Linked DNA regions of Xenopus tropicalis: region 2 is linked to region 1. Evidence: chromatin contacts called from public Hi-C data. All regions are on one chromosome and are shown on one strand. Each heading gives the region's core, a stretch centred on a gene start, on an enhancer-like site or on the middle of the called end of the contact. The rest is flanking DNA. Distances are from core to core; before and after follow the strand shown. Region 1 has its middle 24 kb from the start of foxn2. Region 2 holds the start of ppp1r21 (protein phosphatase 1 regulatory subunit 21).

Evidence for each region. Hi-C and Micro-C count contacts between places; a contact is called where the count stands out from the background.
Region 2: a contact with region 1 is called in a Hi-C map of neurula embryo, with 5 times the contacts expected there. The contact joins the promoter of ppp1r21 here to the enhancer-like site in region 1. A contact is called at or near these places in 5 of 5 Hi-C or Micro-C datasets (brain, gastrula embryo, liver and 2 more).

The regions. Positions count from the first base shown.
Region 1 is chr5:21,161,935-21,167,085 of UCB_Xtro_10.0, forward strand. No RefSeq gene overlaps it. Among named protein-coding and RNA genes, the nearest start is that of foxn2, 24 kb to the right of the region's middle. Within about 2 kb of position 2,552, at least 1 of the 11 cell types and tissues checked has an H3K27ac peak or open chromatin away from gene starts, as enhancers often do. A contact at or near this core is called in neurula embryo, where this site is marked.
Region 2 is chr5:21,221,986-21,227,136 of UCB_Xtro_10.0, forward strand. ppp1r21 (protein phosphatase 1 regulatory subunit 21) reads left to right here and starts at 2,492. Exons shown (of 22, transcript XM_002935373.5): 1 at 2,492-3,518. The coding sequence starts at 3,462.

The sequences.
Region 1 (5,151 bases), core at 1,302-3,801:
CTCGAGGCTGGAATGCAATTTACACAGATGTAACACATGTTTAACTTATGAGGATATTAAATAAGCGTGTTGTGCTGTAATAGAAAACCCTGGCTGACATGCCGCTGGTATTGGTGCGCCAATGGCTTGTGTAAATGAGGCACAATAAATAAAAGATATATAAAGCAGTCTGTTGCTTGGCCACAGAAATAGGCTCTTTATTTCTCCATGCACCAGTGCCCTTAGATGGGAAACTGCTGCGACTGTGCTACAGTGGATCTGTTGCAGAACCAGTGTGAAAAAGTTCAGACGCGCAGGGGCACTCATTCCAATGGGTAAGGTGAGACCTTTGCCTCAGGCAACAGTGCCCCACAAGTTACCAAAGGTTATTAAACCAATTGCTCTCTCTGCACTAGCAATGCAGTCCCCCCTGACCCCTTCTGTTGCTGGAAAGGTAAGTGCAGGGGGTGAGGGGGTGGCACCACAAAAGCCACCTCAGGGCAGGAAAGGGACAAGAATCACCCCTGCAGACAGGGACAGTTTATAGGAACTATTCAGCAGCAAGTTAGAGGTCATTGAGAAACTGGTGGAAAAGCCCAGCACCATATGTTTCCCACATTGAAACTGTCTCTTCTAAGAAGATGAATAAAAGTGGCCATTAGGGGTGAGCAGAAGGATCAGTGCTTTGGCCCTAGTGCCCTTATATGTCAGTCTTTGCAGCAGCTGCACTCGCAAGATCCCCAGGGAATTTCTATAGGAAAAGATGTAACCAAGTAGGAAACTGGTTAATTAAACACAACAGATTCAGTTGCATCTGCTTCTGGACTTCAGGAGCTTGGGTTTCTGTTTAGGGGCAAAGAGGTTTTGCAGCTTTGGCATCCTGAGTTTGCTTCTGACCTGGGCAGTGGGCACTAATTACAAGGAGTTTGTATGGCACAAAGTGTTCCTTCCATCTTCCAAAATCATACAGGCAGTTTAATTGTTTCCTGATTAAATTGGTGGGGGGGAGATGCACAGTATGTAAAATTAGTTTTGTGTCTGAGATTCTAGCTATCTAGAGCATTCAGCCCATAGTGGTCAGGCATCCAGTCTGAAATCCACTGTCAATTATCAGAGTGACTGAGGTAAGAAAGCTTAGCAAGGCAAAGTGAATAACCCCATGGCAGTGATCCATTATGTCTCTTTGTGAGAAGCTGATAGGACTCCATTAGTACAGATATAGGATACCTTATGCAGAAACCCATTATCCAGAAAGCTCCGAATTATGGAAAGGGCATCTCTCAGAGACTCCATTTTAATCAAATAATTAAAAAAAATTTAAAAATAATTTCCTTTAACACTGTAATAATAAAACAGTACCTTGTACTTGATCCCAACTAAGATATAATTACCCCTTATTGGGGGCAGAACAGTCCTATTGAGTTTATTTAATGGTTAAATGATTCCCTTTTCTCTGTAATAATAAAACAGTACCTGTACTTGATCCCAACTAAGATATAATTACCCCTTATTGGGGCAGAACAGCCCTATTGGGTTTATTTAATGGTTAAATGATTCCCTTTTCTCTGTAATAATAAAACAGTACCTGTACTTGATCCCAACTAAGATATAATTAATCCTTATTGGAGGCAAAACAATCCTATTTGGTTTATTTAATGTTTAAATATTTTTTTAGTAGACTTAAGGTATGGAGATCCAGTTACGGAAAGATCCCTTTTCCAGAATACCCTAGGTCCCAATCATTTTGGATAGCAGGTCCCCTACCTTTAGGAGCAATGCTAGGAACAGTAACACATGAAGACTTGCATACATAGAGTTTGCAAAGGGCTTGTGGCTATTTATTTTGAATTGGAGGCTAAAATGAGCCCTGTAATTTACTCACTGAGCAGGTAGTAAGTAAAGGGTTAGCATTTCTGCATTGTATCTCCAGGGCATGTAAGGCGGCCGCCGGCTGATTCAATCCTTTCAGACTGAGGCAGCAGTTTACCTGCTCATGGAGGAGGCTTTCTGACAAGCCTGCCAGACTGATATTTGGGCAAAATATTGTCCAGATATTGGTTTAAAAAATTTCTTTGGGGCAAGAACCGTCCACTGTGGTCCTGATCCTGACGGCCTGCATATTAATGCAGGCCTTGCGCTAATCTGAATGATCTGATCTGAATGATCCAAATGATTCTCTCTGGCGGATATCCAGGCCCGGATTTGTGGAGAGGCCACAAAGGCCCGGGCCTAGGGCGGCACAATAATCATTTCCTATAATGATGTAAGTCCACCATGCACGACATTTACAAACAAGTGCAAGTTTTACTTCAAATTCATTTGACTCAAAAAGAAAAAGTATTTTGGCACTGTGGCACCCCTTTAAGTGCTGTTATTGTGATTAGATTTCTTCCATAAAGAATTACACATGCAAACTGTAACATGCAAAATAACAACACAAAGTGTCAGGGTTGCTAAGATATCACTGCTCCCATTGTACATAGCCACGGGGGTCGCATTCTAAGGGCAAGTGTGGAGAAGCTGCTGCTTGGCTCCAAGCCACACATTCTGATTGCAGGCCGTTAGTCAATTAACTATACACCTTCCCCGGTTGCTGCATTGGGCCGGCGTGGCTTGGCTGTGCTGGCTTCTATAACGACAAGCAGCAGATGGCTAATTACCATGAGCGGCATCGAGGCTTCTGAATGTCACTTGCTCTCCCTAAGAAAAGTGCAGCTGCGTCTGAGCATGTGAATAGGCCATTGCTCCAAGCATATAACACAATTCTGAACCATTGGAGGCAAAGGAAAAAGCCCAGACAGATGGCCCGGGGTGATGCCGACAGCGAATGTAATGTCAGGAGATTAAATCCCAAGAAATGCCTTGGCAACAACTCTCCTCTAGAAGAGCTGCGAGGGGACTGAAATGGAATGTGGGACCTCATACCCAAGAATTAGAATTTGTTTTGCTGTGGGTTTTCTTTTTTTCAGGGCTAATACTAGAAAAAGCGGCTGTGGTTAATGTGGCAAATAAGGGTCCATGACTTGGAAGAAAACAGTGATTAAAACCTTAACCCCCTTGTCCCCCAGCTGGTGCCTAACTACAGTTCCCAGCACCCTCTAACAAGCAAAGGCCGTATACTCTGTTTGTGGCACTGCAGTGCAATAGTGTTGCACCCTCCAAAGGAACCTAAGGGTAGCCATTTTTTTGATGACACTAATGATACTCAATGGTACTAATTACATTTTACTCCGAAAATGCCTTTCCACAGGCAACAGTAGGAGTCACAGTTGGAAAGGCCTATGCATCTCTTGGGCACTTCGTGCAAAGTTGCCTGCAGAAGGAAAGGCATAGGCCTACCACTGGCAACTCCTTTTGTTGCCGGTGGAAAAGCATTTCGGAGCGGTTAGTTGCCCATGGTAGCAGTACAATGAAGCACTGTTTCATCCTTTGCTCAGTGATTGGATCATACTGGTGGGGGGGTCCTTATATAATGTGAAGTTCTCCTGCAATGGGATTTTCAAAGCTGCCCAATACACAGGCCAATAAACTGCTGACCTGATTGAAAAGCAGAGCTGTAACTAGGAGTAGGCAGAAGAGGCAAATCCTTAGGGTGCCACTGACCCTGGCAGTTAAAAAAGCTATTGCCTTGTGGCTACACTTTTATTGTTATTGATATTCTTTAATATTTTTATTTTTTAAAATTTTCAGTGCATACAGAAGCATTGTTTGTTACAAGTATAGTTGCATCGTTATTGATATTCTTTATTTCTTATCTTTCTATTCAGAGCTCTCCTATTCATCTCTGATTCAAACTGCTGCCTGGTTGCTATGGTAAATTAGGTCCTACCAACCAGCTTTTTAGCTTAGTAATTAGAAAAAAAAGACAAAAATAGAAAGTGAAGACCAATTGCAAATTGCCTTAGAATATCACTGTGTGTCCCCACCCCGCCCCCCCCCACCCCCCTAACCCTATTTTTCTATCTCAGCTTAACCCACTATACTATACTACCTTTCTTAACCTATCAACTATAGCCTATTAGAAAAGAGAATCAACCATGCTATCAAAAGAAAAACAAGCATAAAACAAGTACGATGTTGAAACTGTAACCTTTATTGCAATCCATTAAGAAATAACAATTGAATGCAAATCAGTCATGTTGATTGTTCTGTTTCTGTATTAAAAAACTAATAAAAACTTTCAAATAAAAAAAAAAAGAATATCACTGTGTGGTGGCAACTAGTCGCCCACGATACCAGAGATCTATCGCAGGCAACTAAACCGCTCTGAGGGATATCAGCCTAAAGGTGAACCCCTTTTAGTGAGGATGTGACAGGAATGCTGAACATGACTGAGAATGATCACTAGACATTACACTGTGAGGAGGTGCAAGCAGGCCCGGACTTGTTGGCAGGCCACAAAGGCCTGGGGGCTAGGAGGGAAAATTTGGGGGCGTCTGAACCAGGGACTGGGCAGGAAATAGACAGTCCAGCAATCGGTGGGGGGAGGATAGGTGTGTACGAGTGGGTGTAGGTGTACGTGGGGGGTGCGGTGTTTGAGATGTGCCATGGGGCACCCTATCTTAAAATCTGGCCCTGGGTGCAAGCCCTTTCACTAAAAAGCAAGACAATGCTCCTAATTTACCAATATTTCTATGCAGTTGGTCACCGAACCAATGAAACAATAATTTCTATCTATAATTTTCCTCTTTGTCAGCATGTCTGGAAATAACATAACAAAGTTTTTGTATTAAAAGGGGGAATGATGTGTTATTTCTGTGAAGCTCAGGGTAATGCACTGGTGCTAGGTAATAAGAACCGATAACAGGCCAGTTAACCCCCCAATTCTGGTTTGGATTCTAGAAATGAGTGTCTTGTACACAGTTCAATAAAGTTCCATTTAGACAGTGTAACGCTTGAGTAGGTGTGTCAGGGACCAGGGCAGCGCTTGTCTAGTACAAGTCCAAATAAAGAACACAATCAATCACTTTTAGGACAAGCAAGAGGCAGCATCTGTGTGGGAGGCCCTTCTACAATATTATATGTTCAGCAATTATCCTTTTTGCAAGTAGCCCTGAAACAGCTGGTTTTGCCATGGATTATGCACTGCTGTATTCTGACTGCTAAGCTTATTTCACACATATCCAGACCTGAGGGTAGTGGTCATACAGTCTATCAGACATCAAGGTCATT
Region 2 (5,151 bases), core at 1,242-3,741, 60 kb after region 1:
GGTATTTAATATTTCATGACTGACACAACGACATTAGGGTACCACTGAGGTGCTGGGCTGCTGTATTTCATGTTCAGTGCAGTCAATGACAGGAACTTTATTATGACTATTATATGTGAAATAAGACATTGTAACATATTGGATTGTTTTTCTAAATAAATTTATTAGGAGTTGTTACATTTTTGCCAACTCCAAATCCAGGTACCAAAACTTGCTTCTGACTCCACAGCTCTGTATGGAGAGAGACGGAGAGAGACAAACAGAAAGAGAGATAGACGTGCCAGACATGCCGCCATCAGAAGGGGACAGTCTAGGAAAACACGGTGGAAAAAGCCTGCTAGGAAATCCAATCTCAACTGTTACTGGATCGACTTGATGGACATTTTTGATTGTAACAATTTAGACACATGCGTATAGGAAACCAGAACTACAGGCTGCGGATCTGCATTATATGCGCTACAGGCTCATGTGTTTGTCAGTAGCCACCTACACCATAGTCTCTGTGAAAATGGTGAACTTACTGTTCCAGACTGTAGTACATACATCATTTTTATATAATAATATATATATATATATATTATTTTTTTCCCTTCTATGGTTTGCTTGTTTAAAGCCCCCCCCCCCCCCCCCCAGCTGCAGCGCTGGAGAACTGAGAAAAACATTTTTTTATTGGCTTACTGAAGTGGGTCATGTGGAAATATCAAGGAACTTCAGCTTTAAAGGGGACTTTAGAGGAACAGTTACACCAAAAAATGAAATAGCTTTAAAGTAATTAAAACAAAAATGAGTGTTGCCCTGCACTGGTAAAAGCTGTGAGTTTTGCTACAGAAACACTCCTATAGTTTATATAAATAAGCTGCTCTGTAGCTGGAAAAAGGAGAAAAGGCACAGGTTCTATAGCAGATAACAGGTAAGCTCTGTAGAATATAATGGCGTTTTATCTGCTATGTAACCTGTGCCTTTTCTCCTTTTTTCCAGCTTGAATGGCTGCCCCCATGGCTTTGTTTATATAAACTACAGGAGTATTTCTGTAGAAAAACCCACAACTTTTACCAGTGCAGGGCAACAGTATATTATACTGTAATTACTTTTATACACTATCGTTTTTTAGTATTACTGACAGACAGACATACAGATAGGTATGGATAGTTAGGTAGGTAGATATATAGCTAGGAATGTAGATAGATAAAAAGACAGATATAGACAGTTTGGTAGTTATATATACACAAATAGATAGACAGCCATTATTAGATAGATAGATGATAGATAGATAGATGATAGATAGGAGAAAGGCAGGTTGATCAGCTACTGATACTCAATACTCAGACAGATGGAGACAGGCAGGTAAACAGATACAGATAGACAGACATTATAGACAGATACAGACAGACAAGAAAAAAGATACAGATAGACAAATAGATAGACAGAGACAGTTAAGCAAGTAAATAGATAGAAAAATAATAGGTAACTAGAAAGGGAAGTTTAAGAGCAAATGACTAAAGCTGGCCATACACGCACCGATAATATCGTAAGAAACCTTGTTTTGTACGATATTCGGTGCGTGTATGGCAAGTCGGTGAGTCGACCGATATCGCAGGAGGCTGCTGATATCGGACGACTCGCCGATCGGGCGGGTTTAAAGATTTTGATCGTCAGGGCTGAATCGGCAGAAGGAGGTAGAAATCCTATTGTTTCTACCTCCTTATCTGCTGTTTCAGCCCTGAACGGTGTGTGGCCGATTGTACAATCTTTTGTGCGACCATCGCCACGTGTGTGGCCACCTTAAGCTGTTCCAGTTTGGGATGTGCAGCCTCAAAGCTCAAAGCCTTGCCAGCAGTTTCAATTTCCCCAGAAAAGGGGGCTGCTGTTGGCCCCTCCCACTTTGGGTCATCCAAAAAATATTGTGGTGTCATTTGGGGTGACCCCATTATTATATCATTCAAGTTTGGGGGGTGTAGCTTCAAAGCTGTAAGAGTAGCAGCAGTTTGAAAATCGTCCCTGTCAAAGTCAATGGGAAAATTGGGGGGTTCGGAGCGGCGCCACAAAAAGACGGGGGGCGGGATCGCTTAGAAAAGAACAAGCAGCCTGCTCCGCTATAGGGTGAAGATGTGTGGGGAGTTTGGGTGCTGTACCCCTAAAACTGTAGGAGGAGTAGCGTTTAGAAAATGGGGGGCGCTAAGAAGATTAAGAAGAGTGGAAGTGGCTGAAGTGGAAGAAAAATAGGTTGGATTTTTCAACCCAATATAATAACTACACTGACAGAGATATATATATATACAGATAGTTAGGCAGATACATACAGATAGAGATATAGGGTCAGTAAGTGTAACAATATAGTGGCACACAGATATATAGCTAGGAACGTAGGGAGACGGATACAGGTAGGTAGGTAGGTAGGTAGGTACTCTCTCCCCGGGTAAGAGTATATCAGGAGCTATAAGAGGGCGGGCCGTATTCCCACACCCAGGGCTAACAGGCCATAGCGCGCACTAGCGGGGGGATAAGGGAGGTGCAGTGACGTCACACCGAGCGGTAATCGGTACGGGCCGGAAGTCTGCGTGTAGGCAAGGGGCAGGCACGTCGCTGTTGTGTGACGCAATGTGTGTGCGCCGCCAGCTGACGAGGAAGAGAAGTTGCGTATAAGGGTGTGATACCCGAGCTGGGCGGAAAGACATAGAGTCCGACAAGGCGGCTTTGGGTGCGTCAGACTGTGCTAGGCACAGCGGGACTGTATGGGGGCAGTGTGAGAGCCGTGTAGGGGAGGCTCCATGCACACACCCAAACCGCTTCTGAGCTCCGCACATCATTCCCAGCAGGGGGCAGTACAGTATCCATGTGTTTAGAGTAGGTGCGGTACAGTATCCATGAAGTTATTCTCTGCTGCACACATGGATACTGTACTGCCTCACCCCCATCGCTCCTACTCAGTCAGGTGGCGCTGATATTGCGAGCTCACAAAGTCACACAGCCTGACAGACGCGGGACTGCCCTTGGCCATTACAGCACAAATAATTCCAGCCTACCCGCGTCCTTCCGATACCGATTCCGCCGTGACGCGCTCTGACACGCAGCAGCGACTCCGGGGCCCACCAATCAGAGACGCCGCCGGTGTCCATGTGATGGGGGGGAAGCGGCCCAGCTGCCATTTTTGACACTGGCGGTATATTTGGAATCTTTGCCCATAAAACCGCTTTTCATTTGCGCATAATAACAGCGAGACACGCAAACCTCGGCGGGCCGGATTGATATCACCAACGGGCCGTAGTTTGCCCACCCCTGCACTATAGGTTCCATATTATGATATAACTTACTATCATACAGTAAAACCATAGCCTGGGCATCCCCATACAGACAGCCTCATACAGCCAGACCAACATCCCTGATATAGATCAAAGCTTTAGCATCTCCACATACAGAAACAAGTGCTTCAGCCTCCATTGAATTACTGACAAGCACCTAAAATGGCTACTGCTGACTTACAGGGAAAATATCAGAAGCTGGCACAGGAATATTCAAAGGTAATTTCTATTTTTAATAGACAATGTTGTTGCATTGCTTATTGTATTGTAGAACTTCTCCTCCAAGGGGGTGGGAGGGCTGTTAGCTAACATAGGCGCTAGTTTGCACTAGTGCACTTACCTATGGCGCCATGCAGAGATTGGTGTAGATTAGTCTGTTAAATAAAAATGTGTAACCCTTTCTTGGCACATTCACTTAATATTGCGCTGTATGTCAGGAGATATGTGTTCTCAAAGTAATATTGATACTGGGAACTGGGAACAGCGCAGTGCCTCCACCTAGTGGACACTGAGGAACACACCTCCACCAGGAAATAATCTCACACAGCTTTTGCAGAAATGTTGAACTTTATATAACTGTTGGAGTTGGAAGTTAACACTTTATGTATAAATGATTATCCTGCTCTGAGGAACCGATGTAGTTTATCCACAGCTGGCACAGACAGTCTCTATAGATGCCCAATCCCCACTTGGATCCGGATGAACCACAACCCTTAGGTTAGTTCAGTCCCTTCCCCAAGAGCTCTTTAGTCCCCCCAGGTAGCGCTACCTGCCCCAGAGTACCTTCCCTTTATAAAGGTGGCTGCTCCCACGTAGCAGGCAAACGAGCAATACCTGTTCACAGCAGGGGACACACACAAGAGATACCACAGAGGACTAATTTCTTCCTGGCAGCCCAGCAGACTTTTATCCTTTCAAGTCTAAAGGTGGCCATACACGGACCGATTTTTTACTTACAAACGACCAATTCCCGAACGATCCGATGCTATCGTTAAGTTATCGTATAGTTGGTGGTGTACGAACGATCGTCGGCCCACTAAACGAGCCGACATTATCGTCCCCAAAATCGATCGGCCAGGTTTAAAAATTTTGGTCGTTTAACGATAAAATCTGCCAGTTGGTGTGAGTGTCAGACATTTGTCTTTCAACAATTGTTCTCTGCGCATGTCACGATTGCCAGCAGCGGAAGTCAACGACATTCGATCGTACGTATATGTACGATCGTACGTATTTTACGATAATGATGCGACGAAATCTTTCCCGAATTATCATTGCCCGTGGATGGCATATCGTATGGGAACTTGATCGCCATACGATCGTTTGTCGATATAATCGTTCATCGCACAACGAGCGAAATCGCCTCGTGTATGGCCACCTTAACACACAATACTTTGTCTGGCTGCTCACTCTGTATCTCTTTCACTCTGGCAAACAACAACAGGGGCTCCCTTTATAAACTGCTGGGCCCGCCCCTAGATTTTTGGCTCCAAACCTTAAGCACACCTCTCCCAGACATGCACTGGGGCATCCAGCCAATCGGGTCCTCCCCCAGGCTGTAGCTAGGCTGGATGATGTCACAGACTGAGAAACAGGGGGCATGGTTCTCTGATCCCCTACATATGATTGACAGCTGGGATTTTTAAATGCTTTTATAATGGTCATCGATGTGTTAACAAAAAATGGCTTTTGGTTTCATATTTAATTTGAAAAGGGCTTTTATTATACATGTATATATGCCTGGGTGACAGGTCCACTTTAAACTCTCTTCCACTATTTTGGGAGTTGGCAGAACCCCGAATCCTTTGTGAAAGATTTGACCGAATACAGAAACCAAATCTTACTTTGCAAATGC